Linked DNA regions of Mus musculus: region 1 is linked to region 2. Evidence: chromatin contacts called from public promoter capture Hi-C data. All regions are on one chromosome and are shown on one strand. The core of a region is the stretch at or near the end of the contact, and the rest is flanking DNA. Distances in the headings are between cores, read along the strand shown.

Region 1 (5,687 bases), core at 1,754-4,253, 860 kb after region 2:
TCTAGGCTTATTTCAGATATCATTTACTGCAACATTACTATAACCTCTCCTTACTTCTACTTGAATACCCCATATTTTCAATTTTTTAACTTTTTAAGTAAAAAGTATTCCAATATGTTGATAGTACACCCTGATATCCTTATTGACTTCATCATACGCATGTCCCATCAAACCATCCATGTGGTCACTTTTTAGTTATCTTTATAAATGTAATTTTACGTACAATGGTGTTTTGCCTACATGCATATCTGCACATCTCTTGTGTTCCTGGCTTCCAGAGAGGCCTAGAGCACACCCCAGAGTCTTCTGGAAAAGCAGCCAGTGTTCTTAACCAATGAGCTGCCTCTCCAGCCTCATGCGGGCATGTTTAAACACTGCACTGTTTTCCCCTTTTCATTTAGTCATATTTTGAGATGAAACAGACATAAAAATGTATGGGTATCACAAATTTAACAGGAAACTAAAATTATTTATTAAAACCTTAGATTTTATAGTATCCAAATTTTATTGCTAAAAAATAGCATCTCTATTTTACCATCGTGTCTTGTGTTTAGCATACATGACAGCAAAACAATTTTTGAAATTTAACAAACAATTACAAATTCTGGTTATTAATTTTTCACACATGATTTTGTATAGTTTTCCATAGTTGCATAAAGAAGGCAATATCACCTTGAAAACAAACACAAAGGAATAATAAGATTATATATTGACATGACAGATGAAAAAGGTAGTGGGTCAGAAGATTATATATATATATATATATATATATATATATATATATAACAAAGCCTACAATTTGAAAATGTGGAAATCAAAGTCAAACTACTTAATTACTAACAAAGATGGCAGCCGTGCTTCCTTTTGTCTTTCACAGTGAATGCACCATTAGCACTTTGAACTAAGACTGGGGAATAAACCATCTATAATCTACTGAAAAAGACCATCTGCTTCTATAAATTTTGTTCTCATATACTTGCCAAAGGAAGAGAACGTATTAACAAAATAATGGGCCCTGCTCTGTTAATTGTAGGTTGTTTGCAGTTTTGCTGTTGGTATTAGAATTTAATAAGCCATTCCTTCTGCTAAATTAATAAGCAGCCAAGATTATGTAATAGCTGCTTTCAGCTGCTAATTATTTTCCCATAATTCCTTCTCTACCCCCCAGCCCTCCCCACTTTCTCTCTCTCTCTTTTTGGCTAGGAACACAGAAATGAGACTGCCAATTTGCAAGTCTCCCATAATTTCCAGAGCTACTAACCAACATTAGTAACACATCCAATGAGTTTAAACTTGGGAGGTGGTGACTTAGGCACCCTGAGGACGTAGGTGTTTTGAACACAAAAAGGAAAGGCAGTGTTTAGAATTAGAAGGCCGTTTTTCATTGTGTAATATCATTGCTATCTTTGAACTGGCTAATGACATCTGTTTCTTGTGAGAAAGTACATTGGCATTTTAGAGGCATGTTTCAACAATAAACAGAGAAATTTGGGCCGGGGACCTAAAGACCTACCAAAAGCCAATTCTGCTTTCTATTGACCACTTTAATACTCCAGTATATTTCACTCACACACGTTTGTAGGAAACTTTCCAAGCAGCATAGTATTGCTGAAAAGGGGAAAGTATTCTAGTTTTATTTTTGCTAAACAAAAGCATATACAAAATGACCTCAAATTCCTAACGTATAAGATCCTATTACATTGGCACTCTAAGACATAAAAATGAACATTGATGTCTAATAAGGGGGTTCTTTACATTAAGTAAACACAGCTTCGCTAAAAGTGTAGCATCTTTTTTTTCTTACATTAGTTAATTTACAATTCCTGTTTAGTAATCTCTGCAAAGAAAGGCATGCCCAATGAATACTCTGTTCTGGCTTTTGTTGTAGGGACAGAGGTGACAGTAGTAATGAGTAGCATTTGACAGGGGAAATCCATGGCTGTCCAAGCAAGGTCACCTAATCCTGTGGATCTCCATTCCCCTTATCTATAAAAGATGAGTTGAACTCGATGATCCATCCATTCCACCATTCAAATAAAACACAGACATCCATCATACGCCCAGACTAAGTCAACATTTCAGCTTTTTAACAAGTCTATCATCATTTTATAATTTTATTAGACAACTCACATTTATCAGTAGTGTTAAAACCAGGCAGAGAACTAGGTTGTTAAACGAATAAAATCCAAGGTGCGCTAAACAGAAGCATGTGGGTAAAAGAGGAATTCGTTGTTCCGGGGCTTTAGGGTGAGGCTTTATAGATGTGACATTAGAGGAAGGACATGCCAAGGCGAGCGAGTCATCAGCCAAGGCTAAACTGGAACCCGGGATGGGGAAGGTGCGGGCGAGACCGTGAGAAGGAAGCGGGATCTAAAAGGACTAAGCGCTGTCTGGATTTTTTTTTTTTTTTTTTTTTTTTTTTTTTTTTTTTTGCAGCAGAGAGCGGACTACAACTCCTCCAGTCCGCCGCACTGCTGGGGGAAGCAAGCCCTGAAGAGAGGCTCTAGCAAAGCTTGTGGCGAGAAATGTCTAGGTTAGCTGGGGCTGGAAAGGAGGGGCCTCCCTGCAAACGCGGGCACGAGCACCGCGACAGCGCTGACTTGTTTTCCCCTGAGTTGCAGCACTCCTGTCCTTGGCTCCCACCATCATCGCCGACTGTCACACCTCCCCGCCCAACCCTCTGGAGACCCACGGAGTCACTGGCGCTCGGAATCAGCCCCTTTGCGGTGCGGACCATCCTTTAGCCTGCACCACGGGGTCAGCTAAGGGCGCCGCGGAGCCCCATCACCCTGCCACGGAAGGAGCCAGGACAGCCGCGCGCGCCGCGTCCCGGCAGCACAGCCCGAAGTACGCAAGCGCGCTGGCCACAGCCTAGGCCGCTTCCGGGTCACGTGGCCAGACTTCCGGCCCTCGCCACGCCTACCCTGCGGTTATTTGACCAATCGGCTTCTCGTTCTTGCCGGCAACAGCGCTCACTCTAGAGGCGGTTGGCGCCCCCTCGGCAGCTTGGCGCGCGGTCTCCGGTCCGCCTCTCCGCTCGCCGCAGCCCGGGCTCCTCCTCCGTCCAGCCTCCAGGGCGGGATCTGTCGGCTCGCCCTACCCTCGCAGCCTAAGCCTGCCCTCCACCAGACGGGTCCCCTCCCCGCGGCACCACGGCTTCCCTTCCACAGCACGGCGACGGGGGCTTCCCCTCAGCAGCTGCCGGCGCCTCAGTCTCCGCGGCCAGCCCAGCTCCGCCGCGTCCGCGGCCCGCCGCCGCCGTAAGTGCTGAAGGAGTCCGCTGAGCTGGCAGGGATGGAAAGAGGGAGTGATGGCTGGGACGCGCCCCCCGCCGCCCCGTGAGCGCCCCGACGACCCCACCCCGAGTCCTCCCGGGGCGCCGCGCCCCGAAACTCACTTCTGCCGGCGGTAGCGCTCCGCTCTCCACTCGGCAGCGCGCCGGTGATGCAGGGGAACCGGTCCTAGGTTCCGCGGGGACCCCGCGGCACCTGTGGTTCGCTGATCGCCTCAAGTTTGACGGGGCGTTTTGGGGAGGGGCTGGGGTGACGGCGACCGAGGACTTGGCGCCCCTGGCGGGCCAGCGGATGCCATTGTCTCTGCTCCACTCCTTGCCGGTCACCTCGCCCAGCTTTGGGTACTGATGGAGTGTAGTCCCGGGAGGAGGGGAGGCGTCCGAGACTGCGGGACCCCAGGGATGCTGGACCAGAGCCCACTCCAAGGCTGAGCTCATTGTTGGGTTTTTTGTTTTGTTTTGTTTTGTTTTTGTTTTAATACCAATCTGGAGAAATTGTTGTCCCGGGATTTGCGGCAAAAATCAAAGCGAGGGAAAAGGAATACTTGTGCCGCGGGTTTCGTCCCATGTTAGCACATCATTTGTTTTGAGGAAAATGCTTGGTTTCTTCGTCCTCCAAAGTGGTAGGGCGGATACTGGACCCCGCTACAGATAGCCTAGAGCACACCCCAGTCATTAGCAAACCATCTCTCCTGGTCAAGATTTAAGAAAACCGATCGGTCCCTTCCCCAAGTTCTGATAACGGTTTGCGTTCAATGTCCAGTTCTTTCGATGCCGTTCTTTTCGATGCCGCTGTCTTCAGGACTTACAAGGGTGGCACTTTGCTCTCAATGAATTATATAGTGTTGTGTGGGGTAATAGCCAATTTTAACTTTATTAAAGTTAAATGGCTACGCCATAAATATCCGGATGTTTTCTTGATGCCTTTTTGGGATATTGCGAGGTGGATTTCCTGTCTAGAGCCAATTTGATTTTATATTAGTTACGTAAATTCCTCCTCCGGGTGTTCAAATTTAAGGTTGTGTGGTGAATATTAAGAATCGCCCTTGGGTGGATCTTACTTGCACTGTCACTGTTAAAGGAACTTAAAAAGGTTAAAACAAAACACCTATCCAAATTTTACCTTCAAATTAGCTTTACAATACAGCTCGCTTTTACCAGTTGAATTATAAAATACATGCCTTAGAAAATATAGACTGACCAACAGACATGCAAATACTAAGTAAATCAATGCAAATTAGCTTCGGTATAAAACATACTCAAATCCAGCATAACATTCAAATGTGGTTTTTGTTTTAAAAGAAGTATTCTGTGCACTGTCCCAAAAATTTGTTGTTTTAAATTAAATATCTTGTGTCTCGATATGAGTAACTTTGAATAAAGCTTTTTAAGCGTGTATTCTCTTTTACATACATTAACTCAGTTCTTGAGTGCTTGTTTGTGTTGGATTTTATGAAATGCAAACATAAAAATCGGGCTTTTGTCTTTAAAATGTGTTGTTTGTGAGATCTTTTTGATTAATATTGTGATTTTGCTTAAAATATGCTAGCATAAATTGAAGGGAATGCTTTAAATGACAAGCAGTTTTTCTGCAAGAAATTCAGCCTGGAACTAGAATAGCCTCAGGGTGAAAAATAGTAGGTCTCCTCTTCCTAGACATGTAAATCAACATCCTAAATCAACTACCTGATGTCTGCATTTGCCTTTAATGCACATAGAGTGGTGGAGTGTGGAACAGGTAGAAAATTGTTTCTTGAAATTATCAGAGTTTTTGTTCTTCAAAATTTTCACTCCAGCTTACCACCTGTTCTGATTTCCACACACTCTTCCACACTTACCTACATATAGTAAGATCTTTCCAATAGAATTTCCTGCTATTATAACCTGCGTAGAAATGTTGATGGCTTATTGATCATGTGTCAGGGTGTTTACTGTACCCCCAAAGCAGCTCTGAAACATCATGTGATCTTGACTGTTGATCCTAGGTAATTGTATGTAATTTTGATTTTATTTATTTTAACAGATGCAGTTTATGTTGCTTTTTAGTCGCCAGGGAAAGCTTCGACTGCAGAAATGGTATGTCCCACTGTCAGACAAAGAAAAGAAGAAGATCACAAGAGAACTTGTTCAAACCGTTTTAGCACGGAAACCCAAGATGTGCAGCTTCCTTGAGTGGAGAGATCTGAAGATTGTTTATAAAAGGTATTTTTGTTTTTTTTTATCAGAAAGGTAAAATACTGTCAAATATTAGGGTTATTTCTAATGAGGAAATTGCAGACTTTTATGTCAATAAACAAAGATTAATAAATATTAAATGAAATAAATTTAAAGGAAAACTTTCCATTTAAAAATAAGTAACTGCTATTTTGATTGCTTGCCTTAGGCTGAAGCAATA
Region 2 (5,894 bases), core at 1,898-4,397:
CTGAGATTATTGGAAGGAAATAGATTTGTTCAAATCCAGTTTTTGGAGGAAAACAGGAGATTTTTCCATCTCAAATATCCGTTTGTATGTGTTTGGGGCAGTGTGTGTGTGTGTGTGTGTGTGTGGTGGGGCTCAGGCACAGTGGGGGTAATGAACAGAAACTCTAAGTTCTGGGAAGGGTCTTCCTCTCCAGCTCCTGCCTCCCTGTTTCTTCCTCCTCAGAATGAGCCTCTGCCTCTAAGGCCAGCTTCATTATCTCTTTTCAAACCAACTTTACTTTTTTGCAAGTTCTTTCATAGATTCTAAGCCTAGAGTCTAAGGAGAGGAGTGGGTGTTCCAGAAGCCTCTCTAGAACAGCATCACAGGGATGAGGGATGAGACTAGGGAAAAGATGAGAAGACAAGGTGAAGAAATAGCTTCTTCTTGATTGGTACCTAAGAAGGGCACCTCTCAGCCCAGGATCTCATGACCTGCTTCAGGGAATGCCAACATCTGTCCTGGGCTTCTTGATCTGCTTCAGGGATGGAGGAAAGGAGAAGGCCCAAGAGACATTCCTGTATGTGCTTGTCTCTCCTACCACACCAATAATGTTTGATGCCCTGGATTTCATGTCAAGCAGCTTTTGATTTTATGACTCATGTCCGTGCATATTTGGAAAAGATGTTTCCAAGTTCCCCAAGATGCCATCCAGCTTGGTCCAGAGTCCAGCTTGGACCCCAGAGTGAGGGGTCCATTTTCCACATCCATGATCTCTCCAGCGTAACTTGCCTTTTCTGAGAAGATTGCCAGTAAGAAGCTAGAGAGTTGAGTATACGCCATTTGGTTATGGCATCTTGTTGATTTTTAGACAGGATATCACTATGGAGCTCTGCCTGGCCTGGAACCCACAGAAGGTCTGCTTCTGCCTCCCAGGTGCTGGCTTTATATGCACATACTACTGGTAACACCAAGCTGTTTATTTTTCTTTTTCACACAGTTTCTCATTCTGTAGTCTAAGCTGTCCTGCAACACCCTATGTATTCCAGGCTGGTCTCAAACTCAAGATTATCCTCACCTCCTAAATGCTGGGATTGCAGATATGAATCACCATGCCCAGCTGGAACTAATTTTAAAGCCTAAACAATTTAGATTGTCTATTTTTTTCCTCCCTGCCATTTTCTTGAAACAAAAACTTTAAAAAATGTATGTTTGGTGTTGGTTTTTTTCCTCCGGGGAGACTGCTTTTAGTTAGTATGCTGGGAACAACATTTTATAGCATAAGATAAAGTCTCAGAACCTAGAGGTTAGAGCCAGTGGTCCAGAAAGCTGACCTATCTAGGCTGCATCACTGTCCTCAAGAGGGCTCTTTGAGCTAGAGATACTGCAACACAGCCCAGAGTGACAAGGCCAGTTGTCATGATAGTTGCTTTTGCAGATAATTTAATGGTGTGAGAGCAATATGCAATTTGAATAATCCATATTGCTGGAGTCACAATTTCTTAGAGTATTTTGACAAGTGTATATTGTTTTATAAGGCCTAGGATTAAAGAAAACTCAAGTAATTTTCAAGTTAGAAGGAACTTCTTTGGCTCTACTGTTGCTGTTCTTTTCATGGCTTTAAATACTCATTTTTTTCATTTTTTGAGATAATATGTTTACGTTGGCCTTTTTGGTTTTTTTGTTTGTTTAATTGTTTGTTTGAGTCGTGGCCTTACTATTGACTTGAACTGGCCCTGAACTCTCAGCTTCTCAGATGTAGGGATTACAAAGTGTGAGCCATTGCCCACAGGCTTTCCTGCCGCTTTTGAAATACCTTGGCATTTCTGAGTGAATAAAAAGGTTTCATGGTTTCTCTCTGTTCCCTGCTATCTTCATTTGTTTTGTTTTATTTTGCTCATATTTATGGTGGTGGAGACTGAACCCAGAGCCCTGGGCATGCTAGGCAGGTGCTCCACTACTGAACCCCACTCAGCCTTAGCTCTCCTTTTCCTAGCAATCCTAAGTGTACCCTAGGAGTAGAGATTTGTTATATTCTGTTTAAGAATGGAGAAGTAGGGGCTGGAGAGATGGCTCGATGGTTAAGAGCACTGGTTGCCCTTCTAAAGGACTTGCGTTTGGTTATCAGCACCTACAGGGTAACTGACAACCATCTGTGACCCCAGTTCCAGGGAATCTGATACCCCTTTCTGGCCTCTCTGAGCATCAGGCAGACATGTGGTACACAGACATACATTTAGGCAAAACATCCATACATATATGGGGGGGGGCGGGGGAAGACAGTCTGGCTTCTATGTCTGTAATTCCAGAAGTTGGGAGGTACAGGCAGGAGCATCTGAAGTTCAAAGCCAGCCTCAGCTACATAACAGATGAGAGGCCAGCCTGGGTTATAATGATGCTCTGTCTCTTTATTGTTTTAATTTTAAAAACTTTATTATTAGTGTGTGTGTTCACATGTGCGCATGCGAAGGACTCGAAGGTGCATGCACATATGTGCTTGTAGGATGCATGTCTGAATATAGATTGGCATACACACGCCATAGCAAATGTGGAGGTCAACCTTTACTGTAGTTTTTAAGGATCAAATTCAGGTTGGCAGGCTTTCGAAGTCTGGGTCTTTTCCTTCTAAATCATCTCACAGGTGCATTACACAGTGTCAAAAATACAAAAGAGACAAACGACAACGGCAAGAACAGGAAAAGTAGGACTGGAGATGTGGCTCAGTGGCTAAGCACTTGCCTAGCATAGCGAGGCTCTGGGTTCTATTTCTGCTGATGCACAAAGCATCAGGGAGGGAGAGATGAGAGAAATGCAGAACATCTGATCAGCAGTGCCTTTGTGGGGGGTATAGTTTTGTAGTTTTTTTGGAACTTAGCCACATCCATCTTGTCTATAGCACCTTTCTGGCTGTAAAGGAAGAGAGGAATGGTTGTTGAGAGCATTACTGTGTAATGCACCTGTGAGATGATTTAGAAGGAAAAGACCCAAACTTCGAAAATATTTACCACTTGGCCCTCTGCAGCAAAAGTTTGTTAATTGCTGATTGCGTAATGCAAGGAAAGTTTTTTTTTTAATTGATTGAGAATTTCACATCATGTACCCCTGATCTTGTTCACCTCCCAGTCCTCCCTTCTTCTCTCCCCTCAAAAAGAAGGAAGTGAAAAATAGAAAAAAACTATTTGTTTTTATACCATACACTCACTGGACCATGGTCAAATTCCTAGTGGCCAGACCCTGCCAGGGAGGATGAATCTTTCTCCACCTGTATCCTCTCCAGAAGTCATCAATTTGAGGAGAGCTATATGGCAGCCAGAGAGGGGAGCTCTCCCACATGCCCATGAACATCAATGTAGCTTTAGGCAGCAGCCCAGGCCATGAACATCTGAATGGACTTCGGGGCTAACACAGGCTACAGATACTTACATAGACCCCTGGCCCTACGAGGAGCACTGACCCACTAATGGCCCTCAGCAGATGCACACACCACAGGGCCTCAGCATGGCCAAAGGTGGCTAGACAGGCCATCCATATCAGTATGGCCCTCTGAGGCAGCAAAGCCCAAGAACATCACCAAAACCTCAGGCAGCAGAACAGACTGCATATATTCACATGGATCTTAGGCGCTTCATCCTGGCCTGGGGTAGCATCATGAAACATGTACACCAACATGGCCTCCAGTGGCATCATGGATCATGATAGTCTTTTGATGAGGTCCAATCTGGAAAGTGAACCTTTCCTCATCTTGGGCCTCTGTCATTCCCCCGGGGGATATGACAGCTGTGCAGGATGTTCTGGGGCTGAGTCTGCACCTGCATAAGCTCCAGGCTGCTGTAAACCATCGGACCAACTCTACTGGGTAACGACAGCATGGAAACGTCAGCTCTTTCTCTCATCTGTTATCACTATCACGTCTCCAGTTATGCCTCTTTCTTTTCTTTATTGGTTATTTTATTTATTTACATTTCAAATGTTATCCCCCTTCCTGGTTTCCCCTCTGCAAACCCCCTATCTCCTCCCTCCTGCTTCTTTGAGGGTGTTCCCCTATCCACCCACTCCTGCCTCCCTGCCCTGGCATTTCCCTACACTGGGGTATCCAGCCTTCACAGGGCCAAGGGACTCCTCTTCCACTGATGCCCAACAAGTCCATCCTCTGCTACATATGAGGCTGGAGCCATGGGTCCCTCCATGTGTACTCTTTGGTTGGTGGTTCAGTCCCTGGGAGCTCTAATGGGTCTGATTAGTTGATATTGTTGTTCTTCCTATACCAGGCTCCTGTCAGCAAGCTTTTCTTGGCATACACAATAGTGTCTGTGTTTGGTGATATGGGATGGATCCCCAGGTTGGGCATTCTCTGGATGAATGGCCTTTCCTTCAGTCTCTGCTACCACTCTTTGTCCCTAAATTTCCTTTAGACAGGAACAATTCTGGGTATGTACTCACTGATCAGTGGATATTAGGAAAAAAGTATGAAATACCCACAAAACAACTCACAGATCATATGAAGCTCAAGAAGAAGGAAGAACAGAGTGTGGATGCTTCAATCCTTCTTAGAAGAGGGAACAAAATAATCACAGAGGGTAGAGGGAGGGAGGAACTTGGGAGGAAGACAGAAGGGGCAGAGGAAAAAAAGGAGGACAGGATCAGATGTGGGAGGAGACAAAGGGGTGAGAAGTATAGAGGGACAGGAATTGAATGGAGGTGTATAACAGTGGGGGAGGGGGACTGGGGGTAGCCACTAGAAAGTTCCTGATGCCAGGAAAGCAAGAGGCTCCCAGGACCCAATGGGGATGAAATACCCAACAAAAGGGAGAGAGAACCTGTAGAGACCATATCCAAAGTCCCCAGTTCAGGGATGGGGTCACCTACCCTTTTCAAAAATATTATGCCTCTTTCCACAGCACATGCACCAGTCTGTTTTTCTTTTTCCTACCTCTCCATCACATTTAAACATTATGTTTGTTAATTGTAGTGGCAATGGGTGTCGTCTTCCCAAGAAAAAAATTTTGACAAGTCTAAAATGTAATCTAAGCTTGAAAAAACTCACTTTGCATAGTGAAAATGGTTCCTTAAAAAAAACACACACACACACACACACACACACACACACACATACACACACACACACATAACAACAACAAAACCATGACATGAGATTGCAAGATTACAGAAAAATCTCAGTTTAGCCTCTGTACTCAGGAGCTAACTCTCATCCCTAGGTTTCATATTATCAGGTTGTTCTGGATTCGTCCAGAGCAATATTGTATGAAGATGATTCTTTTCTCTTTTTGGTACGTGGTTAAAGAAACATTTTTATCTTAGATAAGAGTCTATTTCTCTATTAACTAGAAAAAGGATAATAAAATAACTCTAAGGGGGAAAAATGTATGGGGGAAAGACCAATACTTAATTCAACCAATCACAGGCTTGCCTCTGAATTGATGCATCCAGAGAGATTTTAGAAGATGTGGTACAGCTAGGGAAGGTATTAATACAGTGCTTAACTGGATGCTAAGGGGTGAATAGGAGGAGAGCAGATGCATCTTCTGATTATGAGTGCTGACAACACTAGTTATTGGCTTAGCATCCCTGATTCTTCCCAAGGATGCTCCTGAGATGCAGTGGTCCCACCTCAAATAATGCTGCCCAGATTTGGATTTGAAGAATCCTGAATGTTAGCAATTCCTCTAGGCTCCACCAGTGGCTACCTAGCAACAGCTTGCAGCTCTGCCTGCCTAGTATGGGCCAGAAACAAGGCATCTAAGGACTGCTCTGTCTGCCTCTGCCTCTGCCTCTGCCTCTGCCTCTGCCTCTGCCTCTGCCTCTGCCTCTGCCTCTGCCTCTGCCTCTGCCTCTGCCTCTGCCTCTGCCTCTGCCTCTGCCTCTGCCTCTGTCCATCTTTGTGTCTCTCTCCATCTTCT

Evidence for each region. Promoter capture Hi-C pulls out the DNA fragments that hold promoters and counts their contacts.
Region 1: a promoter capture Hi-C map of the 3T3-L1 cell line shows a contact between it and region 2, with 12 times the contacts expected there. The contact joins the promoter of Ap1s2 here to the enhancer-like site in region 2. A contact is called at or near these places in 3 of 39 promoter capture datasets (the 3T3-L1 cell line, cranial neural crest and embryonic stem cells), 4 of 115 datasets of contacts at active chromatin or transcription factors (VIP interneurons, embryonic limb bud, forebrain and 1 more) and 1 of 9 other capture datasets (liver).

The regions. Positions count from the first base shown.
Region 1 is chrX:163,906,014-163,911,700 of GRCm38.p6, forward strand. It overlaps Ap1s2 (adaptor-related protein complex 1, sigma 2 subunit), which reads left to right and starts at 3,004. Exons shown (of 6, transcript NM_001290379.1): 1 at 3,004-3,260; 2 at 5,316-5,494. The coding sequence starts at 5,316. It overlaps Gm52456 (predicted gene, 52456), which reads right to left and starts at 3,518. Exons shown (of 2, transcript NR_165469.1): 1 at 3,398-3,518; 2 at 2,097-3,285.
Region 2 is chrX:163,041,879-163,047,772 of GRCm38.p6, forward strand. No RefSeq gene overlaps it. Among named protein-coding and RNA genes, the nearest start is that of S100g, 80 kb to the left of the region's middle. Within about 2 kb of position 3,148, at least 7 of the 459 cell types and tissues checked have an H3K27ac peak or open chromatin away from gene starts, as enhancers often do.